Linked DNA regions of Bos taurus: region 2 is linked to region 1. The links are chromatin contacts, called in public Hi-C maps. All regions are on one chromosome and are shown on one strand. Each heading gives the region's core, a stretch centred on a gene start, on an enhancer-like site or on the middle of the called end of the contact. The rest is flanking DNA. Distances are from core to core; before and after follow the strand shown.

Region 1 (7,250 bases), core at 3,645-6,144:
TTGGAACCAGTCTGTTGTTCCATGTCCAGTTCTAACTGTTGCTTCCTGACCTGCATATAGGTTTCTCATATTAGACTATAAAAGAAAAAACTTTGACTTGACATTCATGAATAATAGTAGGAATTTTATAGAAACATTCATTTTTATAATTTTGTGGCTAAACTCAAGATGCATAGTAGAAATAGTAAGCAGTGACTGTTCATTTATGTTCTTAGAATGTAATACTTTGTAAATACATTCAGAGTTTAAAAGTTATTCGTGCTTTGTTTTCATTATATTTTTTTAACTTTATCACAGGATATGATATGAGACAGTTTTACGTTCTGCTTTAAATAGAATGTCAATTCTGTTCTTTGTGAATAATGTTCTGTGTTAACAGTATTAATAAATACCCTGTTCTTTTAATCTAAGATAATTCGTTGCAGCTTGGTTAGTTCTTTAATAGAACTGGAATTGTTGATATGCTCACATAATTATAATGTATGTTCTAGAGATTGCTTTTGTGGGGCGAAATGTGTCTGCATCAAGCATCGTATTGAAACCGTATTCTTGTTTGTCTCCTTTTAAGTGCATGAGTTAATTCATGTAAAATTTTTTTTCTTCTTCCTTTTCTTGTACATAATAGTTTTTAAGTATTTAGTTTCTAAAGGCTTTCCGACCTAACAAGTTATTTTCAAGGGAAATATGCAAGTAAAAAGCCCCACAAATACAAGCAAGGAGATGACGATGTGTGACTGTGGGTTGCTGCCAGTTAGCCATATGGCACATGCTTCTGCCAGCCTAGTGGGTCATCCTTAGGTGTTTGTTAACTGCCCAGATGCTCTCCTACCTTGATATCTGACATTTCAGAGTTAAGTATGAATAACTATTTGGAAAGCTCTTTTCATATAATGGTATGTCATATATATGGAAACATGTTTGAAGAAAAGATACCTCACCCCTTTTCTTTATAAATGGTTGAGTTAAAAAATGGCCAATAGTAGGTCTGAGTGTTTCTGATGAGAACAGGAGTCCAGATATTGGGTTTCATATTTCATATTCTTGATTGTTTTATCAAAGTAATTTATTTATAGTTCTTGGATTAACCTTGCTTAAGCATTAATACGGTGTGGAGCATCATAGCATGGTAGGCTGAGAGCTCTTATCACAGTCTTTAGTCTTTCAGTCTATTTCTCCCTGATGATTTATCTTGATTTTTGCTACATAAAACCTCTTCTACTCTTTATATGAATATTAGTCATCCTTTGTAACTTGTAGGCTGCACCATCATGGGGGTGACGTTAGGGAATGTCTTTGAAAGCAGAGCATCCCATGTGAACTAAAAGCTAGAAGTTAGAAATAGGAAACATGTCTAGCAATGCATTATAAATATGACCCATCAGTGCTAGCATAGAGATATACTTTTGCTGTGATTTTTTTTTTTTCTTTCACAGATGTATGTTGGTCAGTCAGTACTCACATACTGATTGGCTGTGAATTCCAGCTATACCTAGTTATAATGATATTTTTTCTTTTTATACCTGTGGGTATTTTTCTTCCTCAGTGACTTGAAGATAAAGGTTGGGAGCAGGCACATCAATGCCCACAAGTTTGTCCTGGCGGCCCGCAGTGATAGCTGGAGTCTGGCCAGTTTGTCTTCCACCGAGGAGCTGGACCTGTCAGGTGAGCCTCTGACCGGCTGGGGACTCAAAACTCCCGGCACACGAGCACTTGGCAGAAGTTGTGATGTGTCACTTTGAAGTATTTGTGGCTTAGTGGAAGTAGAATGCTTCTCTTACGAATTGCTGGTGACCATAAACTAGTTAAATAGTGAGTCATTAGGTAGTACTTTGTGGACACTTCTGTTAAATATCTGGCTAAAAAATCATAAATATTTGAGGAACTACAGTATTCTTACTATAATTTATAAAATAAGAATATCTCTCCACATAACTTTTCATATAGTAGTATGTTATAAATATGAGAGCATATGTAGAAAAAAAATTTGTTTCCACTAAGAGAAAGTCCTGCTGCTGTTCAGCTGGTTAAAATTTAACTCTAGCTGCCAAAATACTTTTCCTGGTCTGTAAGAACTGAATTCAGAAGTAACAGTTACTGCAAAAAATAAGAATATTCATTCTTTAAAATCAAAGGATGACCAGCTGTCTTCAGAATTTAAGTGCTTTAACTGTTTAATGTTACTGTTTTTGTGGCGCATATATTTTGTAGAATTTGGGTAAATACGGTGGTTAAGTAAACTTAAAAACATCATTTTCAAAAGTTCACTTCAAAATTGCATTTTCACTTAGTATTTGCCTAACTGCTGTTACAAAAGAGCAAATTTAAAGTTTAATTCTGCTGTTAATAATCAAGAGAATTACAAGTCTCCTGTAAATGTGTTATGCTGCTGCTGCTGCTAAGTCACTTCAGTCATGTCCGACTCTGTGTGACCCCATAGGCGGCAGCCCACCAGGCTCCCCCGTCCCTGGGATTCTCCAGGCAAGAACACTGGAGTGGGTTGCCATTTCCTTCTCCGATGCATGAAAGTGAAAAGTGAAAGTGAAGTCGCTCATTCATGTCTGACTCTTCGAGACCCCATGGACTGCAGCCTACCAGGCTCCTCTGTCTATGGGATTTTCCAGGCAAGAGTACTGGAGTGGGGTGCCATTGCCTTCTCTGAAATGTGTTATACTTTCATATTTTTAAAAAAATCAAAAGACTGATACCATATGGTAAGGAGCATACCCACGCATTAAGATATGAGTTACTTGCAGAAGTGATTGGCTGTATGAAAAGTCTGCTGAATTACGTCTTTGTTCAAAAAATTCGTCGCCGTGGTTTGATCCCTGCTGTAAGGTTTGCTTTGAGAAATGAGCAGCTGCAGAGTCAGAATTTTTGGTGGCTTTGGTAAATCAGGCACCTACTAAGATGTCTGTGGTAGAACTTATGGCATCTTTACTTTCCTTTATAAAGTCTATCTTTGAAGGGTTCCAAGGCTTCCCTGATAGCTCAGTTGGTAAAGAATACACCTGCAGTGCAGGAGACCCTGGTTTGATTCCCAGGTCAGGAAGATCCCCTGGAGAAGGGATAGGCTACCCACTCCAGTATTCTTGGGCTTCCCTTGTGGCTCAGCTGGTAAAGAATCAGCCTGCAATGCAGGAGATTTGGGTTTGATCCCTGAGTTGGAAAGATCCCCTGGAGAAGGGAAAGGCTACCCACTCCAGTGTTCTGGCCTGGAGAATTCCATGGACTGTATAACCTATGGGGTCACAAAGAGCTGGGCATGGCTGAGTGCCTTCCACTTCACTTGAAGGGCTCCAAGGAGATGGTGGCGCCTGTGGACCTGTTCAGGTTTGTGTGTCTTGCCCAGAGTCCTGCTGAGTTGCCTGGATGGGCATAGGTGTGATTGCCTAAATTTGGGCTCACAGCAGCTGAAACTACCAAAAAAGCCTGTGTGTTACACGACACCTGGAAGCACTGCTGCCCATGGCTGCCCGCAGCTGAGGGAGGTTGGAAACAGGCTCTTGTAAACAAGTGTATAAATAGGGTAAAAGCTGTGTTTTAAATGTTGAACCTTCTCCCCACTTGTGGGGAAATCATCTTATGGATCTACTGGTGTTCTGTTTCTTCAAAATTATTCCATTAATATCACAAATGCTCAGTGGCAGGCACTTTGCAAGGTACTAGGGATATAGCAGTGAATAAAGTTAAATTCCTGTTTGTATGGTACTTACATTCTTAGATTGACATCCTAAGACTCACATTTTCGTTTGAAATTCTTTTGTAATTGGTATTTCTTAAAATTCAAAATAAGCACAACTTAATTTTTTAAATTGATTAATTTGTTTACCTTATTGTACCAGGTCTTAGTTACGGCCTACAGGATCTATAGTTGTATGTAGCATGTGGGATCTGGTTCCCTGACCGGGATCCAAACCATGCCCCTTGCATTGGGAGCACAGAGTCTTAGCCACTGGACTACCAAGGAAGTCCCAGCACAACTTTAATTCTGTTAATTGTTTTAAGAATTTTAGCCCATGTTGAGAAATATAAAATAGGCATTATATACCAAGTATTTAAAAGGTATTTGGAAAATAAATAAATAAATAAAAGGTATTTGGACACAATGAAAATTTTCTTAAATCATACCTTGTTCAAAAAAGTAAAATGTGTGCTTGATCTGACCCAGTAACAAAGTCACAGTCACTTCTGTAAGATTCTTGCCAGAAATGCATGACCTCAATCTAATTGTGAGAAACCATCAGGTTAACCCAAGTTGAGGAACATTCCACAGAATTACTGGCAAGGTCATGAAAGATAAGACTTAGAAATTGTTTCATTTTGGAGGAGATTTAGGAGATATGATAATAAATAATAAAATTCAAGGTGGAACCCTCAATTGGATTCTGGACCATAAAAGGACATTATTGGGATAATTGGCAAAGTTTGTAAAGGTCTGTAATTGGTTAATAGTATTGTATCAGTCCTAACCACTTGGTTGTAATCATTGTGCCCTGGTTATGCAAGGTGCTGATATTAGGGGAGGTTATTAGTGGAAGGTACATGGGAACTCTACACCTGTTCTGTAAGTCTCACATTGTTTCAAAATGTAAAGCTTTAAAATGTATGAATTAGCTTTGTATTTCTTGATTATTTTATATATAAAGATACATTTATAAAATTATTGACTGATCAGCTGGGAAGAGAAAGGATATAAACGTTAGCTCGACATGGTACAGCAAATCTTGATGCATGATATTTACTTCTTTGGGAAGTAAAGCAGTCTGCTTCAGGCTCGGTGGTTTGTTTATAGCCTCTCTCTGTCACTTCAGCAGTAGCAGCTGACACTGAGCAGTTCCAGTGCCATAGAATAGCTGCTGTGAAGCTAAAGTTTCTTGCATGCCTCCTCCAGCAGAGATCTTATGGTTCCCTGGCATGAGTGTTTATGGTGAGTCATTCAGCTTTCCTGGAATGTGTTCTGGGTCCTGTCAAGCCGTTCCGAAACCAGAAAGCATCATCCTTCCTTTTCAGTCCAGTCAGGAAAACTGCACACTGAACACGGACCTGGGAGGTCGCCCTGTGTTGTGAAAGGAGCGTAGGGTCCCAGACTCTGTGCTCAGGCACACCCAGGTGCTCAAGCAAACTCACAGGACAGTGGTAGTTCACGTTTTCAAGAGAAATTCAGCAATATCTGTTAGATCGTGTGAGAACTCCTGGTTCTAGCTTGTTTGGTTTCAGTATTTTGTTGATATCCATGGTAGTTTAAGATGTGTCCATGAATTATCTGATATTCCTCCCTTCCCGGGTGGATCCTGATTCCCCTCCTCTTAGGTACAGGCCGACTGAGCTTGTAAATAATAACGTGTTACTTCAGAGACTTCTTCCTTGCCCTGCCTTGTGGATTGCGCACTTTGGGACAGGTTAGCTGATGTGTCATGAGGACACTCAGATGGCCTTGTGGCCTCCTGCTAACAGCTGAGATCTGCCCCCGACCCTGAGATTATCTTAGAGCTTCAAGTGATCTGTTTTATCTGTGGTCATGTCCCCTTACTCCATCCTAACATGGCTTTTGTGTTTTTCCCTCTAATCTCTGGTTATGCTAAGATCCTGCTTTCTGTTCGAGTATACCAGAACTGGAATTGCTGGGTCACATAGAATTTCTATTTTTGAGAAGCTGTTTTCCATAGGGTCTGCACCATTTTGCATGTTCCCCAGCAGTGCACTAGGGTTCCAGTTTCACCACATACTCACTCGTACTGGTTGTTTACTGTGGTTTGGTTTGTTTTGCTAGAGGTTTGAGGTGCTCTAATGTTGAATCTATAAAGATTTAGGTCTGTCACCATATTCAGAAAGCTGTTGACCATCATTTCTTAAATCCTTCTCTTCGTTGGTCTCTTCTTTCCTTCCGAGACCCCAGCCACACACATACTGGACCCTTTGTTCCGATCCAGCAGGTCTGTTTGGGTGTGTCTGAGGCTTTTTTGTTTCTGTTTTTCCTCCTGACCTTTTTTTTTTTTTTTTTTTTGGTCTCTTCTTCAGATAGGATAAATTCTATTAATCTATCTTCAAGTTTATTGACTTTTTGCACTTGAGCCTGCTCTTGAGCCCACTGAGTAAGTTTTTATTCCATATATTGTATTTTTCATTTCTATAATTTGTGTTTGTTCTTTGTTACAGTTTATATGCTGAGCATTTTTGTCTTTTAATTTCAGGTGTGTTTTCCTTTACCTTCTGGAGCATAGTTATATTCAATGTTTTCGGTTCTTTGATAAGTTCAATATCTGGGTCATCTTGAAGTTAGCATAGTTTGGTTGTCCTTTCCCTTGAAAAATGGTCATATTTTCCAGATTTTTTCCGTAACAGATGATTTTAGATTGTGTCCTGGACATTGCCATTATGCTGAGTCGACTCTGGTCCTGTGTGCCATTCTCTGGAAAATGCTGAATCCCTTTAGGTGCAAATCACAGGTTCTGTTTCACCTTCTGTGGATAGTGGTTCAAATATCACTTAAGTTTTTTGTTTTTTTTTTATGGCAGTTTTATTTATTTTTGGCTGTCCTGGGTCTTCGTTGCTGTGTGGGCTTTTCTCTAGCTGTGGTGAAAGGGGGCCAGTCTCTAGTCTTCTAGTCTCTAGAAGCCACTTCTTGTTGCAGAGCTCGGGCTCTAGGGCACACGGCCTCAGCAGTTTCAGCACATGGGCTCAGGAGTTGTGGCTCCCAGGCTCCAGAGCACAGGCTCAATAGTTGTGACACACAGGCTCAGTTGCTCCATGGTATGTGGGACCTTCTGGGACCAGGGATCGAACCTGTGTCTCCTGCATTGGCAGGCAGATTCTTTACCACTGAGCCACCAGGGAAGCCCCCTCACTTCGATTTTTAAAGCTGGGCTAGGACTGTTCCATCCATCAACGGTTCAGAGGCAAGGCTGAGGCCTGTGTGGCTTCGTACACAGAATTAGAAAATGTCCTTCTCTCTTTTCTCTGGAATTCTCCCCTTACCCTTCACTGCTCTTTAGGCCTCATCTTCTGGTTCATCTGGCCAGAAAGATGGTGTTCTTATTGGAATTTTAGGCATCCTTATGGTCAGGACAGCAGTGTTCCTCCTGGACAGATCTGCCCTCAGGGCAAAGCCATAAAGAGGAAAAAAATACTCAAGAATCTGATACAGTGCGATTGCTTCTTCAAGGGGTGCCTCCCAGAGCAATTCAGGTGCTTTTGTTGACTCGGAATCCTCTAGTAGTTGCTTTTGGCCCTCTGTTGACAGTTTTTAGTTG
Region 2 (7,712 bases), core at 5,164-7,663, 150 kb before region 1:
CCCTTCTGTCTATGGAATTTTCCAGACAAGAATACTGGAGTTGGTTGCCATTACCTACTGCAGGGGATCTTCGAAACCCAGGAATTGAACCCTGCTGCTGCTGCTGCTAAGTCGCTTCAGTCGTGTCCGACTCTGTGCGACCCCATAGACGGCAGCCCACCAGGCTCCCCCGTCCCTGGGATTCTCCAGGCAAGAACACTGGAGTGGGTTGCCATTTCCTTCTCCAATGCACGGAAGTGAAAAGTGAAAGTGAAGTCGCTCAGTCGTGTCCGACTCTTAGCGACCCCATGGACTGTAGCCCACCAGGCTCCTCCATCCATGGGATTTTCCAGGCAAGAGTACTGGAGTGGGGTGCCATTGCCTTCTCCGAATTGAACCCTAGTCTCTTGCATCTCCTACATTGGCAGGCTAATTCTTTACCACCACGCCACCTGGAAGCCCAGAATTACCATTTGGTTCAGCAAGACACAGAACCAACCTAAATGTCCATCAACAGATGAATGGATAAACATGTGGCACCTATATACAATGGAATACAACTCAGCCATAAAAAAAGACAAAGCCATTTGCAGCAACATAGATGCAACTAGAGATTATCATACTAAGTAAATCAGAAAAAGACAAATACCACATGATATCACTTATATGTAGAATATAAAATATGACAAGGGACTTCCTTGTGGTCCAGTCCAGTGGTTAAGACTCCATGCTTCCAATGCAGAGTATGAGGGTTTTATCCCTGGTCAGGGAACTAGATCCCAAGTGCTTTGCAACACACCCAAAAAATAAAATAAGACCAAATGAACCTATTTATGAAACAGAATCATGGACATAGAGAATAGATTGTAAGGGTGAGAGGTTGTGGGAAGGATGCAAAGGGAGGTTGGGGTTAGCAGATGGAAGGTTTTCTATATAAAATGGATAAACAACAAGGTCCTACTTTATAGCACAGAGAACTATATTTAACATCCTATGATAAGCCATAAAGGAAAAGGACATTTTTTAAAAGTATGCATATTTATGTGTGTGTGTGTGTATAACTGAAACACTTTGCTGTACAGCAGTAATTAACACAACAATGTAAATCTCTATACTTCAACTAAAAAAAAGTCATCCAGTCACTTTCTGTCCCAGCTTCAGTTTAATGCTCTGCATGGTTCCTATCACTGATTGTTTTTTCTTTCTTCCCCCTCTGTCTTAACAACTGCTGTCATCACCAGCACCTAACACTCAAACCGTGTTCATTCACATTTTAATAAAGAAAGGAATGAATTGCTGTGTGACTTAAGGCAGGACAGTGCTATTCTCTGAGCTTTCTCCACCAAAAAAATTATGTGACTGAGTAAGCTCTTGTCTCTAAGGACCAATAGCCCTTAAGGCAAATGAGAGCTATGATGGTCAGTGACCACCAGGTGTCGCTAAAGACAGCTTTGCTAAGAAGTGATTCCGTGGCACAGCCCTTTCAAGGCTGCACCAGAGGGCTAAACCATCAGCTCACCATTAAGAAGGTCTCCAAGAACACTTGGGAGTCAACACACACCTACTAGAGGCCAGCCAGGCAAATGCCCTGGGGCCGGGGACTCAGTCTTCCAATCTGTCCATTGGGCATAGACTCATTGTCCAGGTTCTAGGTCAAACACTTCCACTGCTGCAGAATTAGGGTGGGAGGAAACAAATTTAAAACATTTCCACAGGGACTTCAGTGGTGGTCCAGTGGCTAAGACTCAGCACTCCCAATGCAGGGGGCCCAGGTTTGATCCCTGGTCAGGAACAAGATTCCACATGCCACAACTAAAGATACCACATGCCCAGTGGTATCTTTACTGGACCCAGTGCAGCCAAATATAAATAAATACCAAAAACAAAAACATTTCTTCAGAGAGTTCCCTTGTGGCCTAGTGTTTAGATTCTGCGGCTTCGCTGCTATGGCCCAGGTTCAATCCCTGGTCAGGGAACTGAGATCCTGCATGGGGCAGCCAAAAATAAATAAATAACATTTTATCAGCATGAAAAGAAACCCTGTACCCATGAGTAGTCACTCTGCATTCCCCCCAAGTTCCCTCTTCTACCCCTTACCCCGGACCTGGTAACTACCAGTCTACTGTCTGTCTCTATGGATTTGCCTGTTCTGGACATTTCATACGAATGGAATCAGACATGTGGCCATTCGTATCTGGCTTTGTTCACTAACCATAATGTTCTCAAGATTTACCCATGTCCTCGCCTGGATCGGTACTTCATTCCTTTTTATAGCTGAATAATATTCCATTGTAGGGATCCCCTACCACTTGTTTATCCATTCATCAGTTGGGTTGACATTCGGGTTGTTTCCACCTTTCGGTTGTGAGTAATGCTGCTATAAGCATTCATGTACAAGTTTTTGTGTGAATCTATGTTTTCAATATATTGGGTATATATCTAGAAGCAGAATTGCTGGATCAAATGGCAGCTCCATATTTAAGTTTGAGGAACTGCCAGAATTTTCCCACAGTGACTGCTTTGTTCAGTTCAGTTCAGTTCAGTCACTCAATTGTGTTCGACTCTTTGCGACCCCATGAATCGCAGCACGCCAGGCCTCCCTGTCCATCACCAACTCCCGGAGTTCACTCAGACTCACGTCCATCGAGTCAGTGATGCCATCCAGCCATCTCATCCTCTGTCGTCCCCTTCTCCTCCTGCCCCCAATCCCTCCCAGCATCAGAGTCTTTTCCAATGAGTCAACTCTTCGCATGAGGTGGCCAAAGTACTGGAGTTTCAGCTTTAACATCATTCCTTCCAAAGAAATCCCAGGGCTGATCTTCAGAATGGACTGGTTAGATCTCCTTGCAGTCCAAGGGACTCTCAAGAGTCTTCTCCAGCACCACAGTTCAAAAGCATCAATTCTTCGGCGCTCAGCTTTCTTCACATTCCGACTCATGACCACTGGAAAAACCATAGCCCTGACTAGACAGACTTTTGTTGGCAAAGTAATGTCTGTGCTTTTTAATATGCTATCTAGGTTGGTCATAACTTTCCTTCCAAGGAGTAAGCGTAACATTCTACATTTCCACCAACAACATTCGAGGATTCTGATTTCCCCACATCCTTGTAAACATTTGTCATCTGCCTTTTTGATTCTAGCCATTCATTCTAGTGAGTGTGAAGTTGTATCTTATTTACTGGGGGTTTGATTGGTACTTCCTTCATGACTAATGATGTTGAACGTCTTTTAGTGTGGTTACTGGTCATTTGCATAACTTCTTCAGAGAAACGTCTACTCAAATCCTTTGCCCATTTTTAAACTGGGTTGTCTTTTTATTGTTCTTTTGTTTTCTGCTTTATTTTTGGCCATGTGGCCTGTGGGGTGTTAGTTCCCCAACCAGGGATCAAACCCCCACAGAAGGCAGTAAAAGTGCAGAGTCGTAACCACTACACCTCCAGTGAATTCCCTCTGTGTCTTTTTATTGTTATATTTTAAGAGTCCTTTATAATTTCTAGATACAACTCCCTTATCAGCTACATGATTTGCATAACTTTTTTTTCCATTCTCCCATGGGTTGTCATGTTCTTGATATTTGCTTTATATGTCTTAAGGTGACCTGTTTCATCTTAGTAGGTTACTCCTAGAATTATGATGTAGACATTCTTATTTTTCCCCATAAATATCTAACTTTTCATTTTTTATTGGGCCATAGCCGATTAACAATGTTGTGACAGTTTCAGGTGAACAGCGAAGGGACTCAGCCCTACATATACACGTATCTGTTCTCCCCCTTCATAAATATTTTTTGTCTTAAATAATTGTTTGATATTTGCAGAGATACACCAGCTTTCTTTTGGTTAGTATTTTCTATTTACTTTCAACCTTCATATCCTTGCTTTAGATGTTTCTCTTTGTAAACAGCATGAATCTGGGCTCTTTTTATAATCCAATCTGACAGCCAATCTGGCTGAGTTGGTGCATTTACAATTATCGTGACTCAGGCTAATCAGAGGTATCTGCAATCTGCCATGGACTGGACGGGAGGAGGGAAAAGGAACAGCCATTTATCAAATGTTAGTTCTGTGCCAGCCCTGAGCCATGTGTGCCCCACAGGTGGCCTTGCACAATGCTCACGCTGTGTTGGCATAAACATCATTACTATTTTTTTGGAAATTTTTTTTTTTCTTAATGGCCAAGCCATGTGGCTGGCAGGATCTTAGTTCCCCAGCTGGAGACTGAACCTATGTTCTCAGCAATGAGAGCTTAAGTCCTAACCACTGGACTGCCAGGGAAGTCCCAGAAGTTTTTTGGGTTTTTTTGAAAGTTTTTTTTTCAATTGAAGTACAGTTAACTTGTTTTTTTAAGTATACAACAACACTTTTTCAGTTATACATAAATATATGTATATATATGCGTGTGTGCAAGCTAAGTCGCTTCAGTTGTGTCCGACTCATTGTGACCCTCTGGACTGTAGCCCACCAGGCTCCTCTGTCCATGGGATTCTCTAGGCAAGAATACTTGAGTGGGTTGCCATGCCCTCCTCCAGGGGATCTTCCCCACCCAGGGATCGAACCCACATCTCTTACATCTCCAGCATTGGCAGGAGGGTTCTTTACCACTAGCACCACCTGGGAAGACTATGTATATATGTATCCTTTTTCAGATTCTTTTCCATGGTAGTTCAGACAGTAAAGAATCCACCTGCAATGCAGGAGACCCAGGTTCAATCCCTGGGTAGGGAAGATCCCCTGCAGAAGGGAATGGTTACCCACTCCAGTATTCTTGCCTGGAGAATTCCATGGACAGAGGAGCCTGCTGGACTACAGTCCATGGGGTCACACAGAGTCGGACACGACTGAGCAACTAACACTTTCCATCATAGGTTATTACAAGATATTGAGTATAGTTCCCTGTGCCATACAGTAGGTCTTTGCCGTTTATCTATTTTGTATATAGTAGAGTGTACATGTTAACCCCAAACTCCTAATTTACCTCCCCTCTCCGTTACTCCTATTTTATAGAGAAAGGGATCAAGGCTCTGCATGGTTAAGTACCCCAAAGCCACACAGCTGGTAGGCAGCAGAGTCGGGGTCCTGGCTGGACTCTGGACACCATCCCTACGACTTGCAGGGCATCCAGGAACCATCCCAGAGCGAGCAGGATCCAGCTGCACCTTGAAGGTCCGATTGTGATAGACAAGGAAAGGTTTCCAGGCGAAGGGTAAAAACACAGCTGTTGGGTACTGAGGTGCGTCATGGGCTGGAGGGTGGGGCCCCTGCTCCACTTAACCCAGCTCACCCACAGGTGTAGAAATGTCTGTTCTCCACATTCACCCCCCTCCCACTCCTTGCCCTTGCCCACCAGCACTTCTGCCCACGATGGGCACAGCAGGTCATGCTAATAGCTTACATGGGAATGTGGGAAATAAGGTCATTCTGTTCCCGTTCCAGTCTTGTTCTGGGGAAATGTTTAGCAACCCACTGAGTGGGGAGGGGGACTTGGAGCATCTGCCAGTTGCCACAGGGTAAATACTCCCATCTCAGCTAAAACCTCACGAAAATTGCAACATCACTAAATACACAGCTCTTGTGAGCCCCGAAGAGCCAACTCCAGGCCATCACCCTACCTACTCCCTCCTGGAAAAGTCTGCCTAAAGGTGGATGAGAACTGCTCCTGAACGCTGTGCCTTCTCAATGCGGTGCAGACCCTTCATGCCCCACCTCTTCTTTCTTCAGCTGGGCTTGGCAATCTTTGCCTTTCAGGGAGTGGTACAGAGATAGAGCTGAAAGGGCGCCTGCCCAGGGAGCTGCTGGAGACAACAGATGCACCTGTGAGTGTTTATGTGTACCGTTAGTGCCTGCACAATTCTGCACGTGCCCACATGGGACTATGCATATTCACATGTGTCTGTATGTGGGTGAACATGCCTGTGTAACTGGGGGCTATTCCAGAAGTTGAACCAGAACAGGAACCGTTAAGTGGTGCTTTTTAAATGTGATGCTTTAAAAAAGTACCCGTGTGCTGATAATGACCACAGTTGTGTCCTAAGCTATTAACTGCACATGGCTTCTGTCTGCCTCAGCAATTCTGAACCCCTGTCCCCATGGGCACAGGGACACAGCCCAAGACAAACATGGAAACCAGCTCCTGGGGCTTCTAGGAGACGACAGTTCATGGCATACAGCCGAATCCTCAGGTGAGTGGGAATCATGGTCAAGGAGGACAGTGAGCAGGGAGAAGTGGGCATGGGGGATGCAGACTGTCAGCAGGACGCAGGTAAGGAGGGGGTGGAGTACAAGGGACAGGGCCAGTGCTTCAGGCAGCGGGTGCTCCAGACCAGTGGAAGCGCCTTCACTCATCTGCCTGCAGGCATCCCTGGCACCACTGCAGAGGCTTGTGGGGGCAGGGGATGGACACGTGTCTAAATCAACCCAAGGGACCAGTGTCAGCCAACTACCAGCTGACTCCATCACTCAACATGAATGGCATTTCCTTGGCTCCACACTTTGCACACTTTGCTGGTGGGCAGAGCCCCAGGAAGAGGCTTGATTCTAGCTGGCCAGGGAGAGACTGAGTTCCCAGAAAGGCAACCGGGACTGCTGCACCACCTGAGGTCCTCAAATGCAGCCCAGCTTCTCCACCCACACTGCCCCCAGGACTCCTCTCCCCTCTCCTATCTTCCCTCCTCCCCTCTCCCCCAATCTTCCTGCCCAGCTCACTACACCCATCCATCGCTGGGCTGGTCAGAGTTTTCCTAGAGGATTATTTGCAACGTATGTGCATGTGTGAGTGTGCGTGTGTATCCGCAGGGCATACACAACCCCATGTGTGCCTAGGCCTTGAATCTTCTCCCTTGGGGTTTACTTTGCCAGAATTCCATATATCATCTACAATGGATGTTAACAGGGCAATCACTCAGGGATGTCCCTGGTGGCCCAGAGGTTAAGACTGAGATCCCAATGTAGGGGGTGAGGGTTCCATCCCTGGTCGGGGTATAAGATCCCACAAGCCATGTAATGTAGCCAAAAATGAAAATAACAATAATAGAATAAAATGGCAGTCACTCACATCTGAAGTCCCTCAGAAGTCACCAAATTCAACCCTACCAATGCTTCTTAGAGAGTCATTATTGGTATATGAATAGAGATAATTCTCACTTTGATGGGACTAAGTGCCGCCTGCATCTTTTGTTTGTATGTTTATTATGCATTGTTTTACATCAATTTTTATTTTTATTTCTTTTTTGGCCATGCCTCTGGGCATGCAGGATCTTAGTTACCCAATCAGTGATCAAACCTGTGCTCCCTGCAGTGGAAACTTGGAGTCTTAACCACTGGACCTCCAGGGAAGTCCCATGCTGCATCATTTGATGGACCTAGGTACCCCATTCCCTTGGACATGGTGATGTGCTGAGGAGCCCAGTTGTCCAGGTACAGAGTGGGCTACTATGTAGAGATCTGCAGAAATTGCTCTAAGGCTTCCCAATGTGGCTGTCCCAAGGGCCACTCCCCAGCACACAGCACTGGCCGGCTGACCGGTTGTCCCACGTCCTCCAGGGCACCTTTTATAGGTGAGACCCGAGGACTGGGGCCTGCCTGGGCCTGAGGATGATCTCACACTGCCTGGATCCCTTGGTCATTAGCATTCCTGGAAAAAATACTTGAGTAGATGTTATTGAGATGAAGGCCTTCTCTGGAAGTTAGATCTGTGCACATAACTATCTTCCATCTGGGAAACAGGCTAAGGTCAC

What was found. A called contact is a pair of places that touch in the nucleus more often than the background predicts.
Region 2: a contact with region 1 is called in a Hi-C map of skeletal muscle, with 5 times the contacts expected there. The contact joins two enhancer-like sites. A contact is called at or near these places in 5 of 11 Hi-C or Micro-C datasets (blastocyst, liver, skeletal muscle and 1 more).

Annotation. Positions count from the first base shown.
Region 1 is chr19:24,764,430-24,771,679 of ARS-UCD2.0, reverse strand. It overlaps ANKFY1 (ankyrin repeat and FYVE domain containing 1), which reads left to right. Exons shown (of 25, transcript XM_024980714.2): 3 at 1,544-1,662. Among named protein-coding and RNA genes, the nearest start is that of ANKFY1, 23 kb to the left of the region's middle. Within about 2 kb of position 4,894, at least 15 of the 102 cell types and tissues checked have an H3K27ac peak or open chromatin away from gene starts, as enhancers often do. A contact at or near this core is called in skeletal muscle, where this site is marked.
Region 2 is chr19:24,916,527-24,924,238 of ARS-UCD2.0, reverse strand. No RefSeq gene overlaps it. Among named protein-coding and RNA genes, the nearest start is that of UBE2G1, 36 kb to the right of the region's middle. Within about 2 kb of position 6,413, at least 6 of the 102 cell types and tissues checked have an H3K27ac peak or open chromatin away from gene starts, as enhancers often do. A contact at or near this core is called in skeletal muscle, where this site is marked.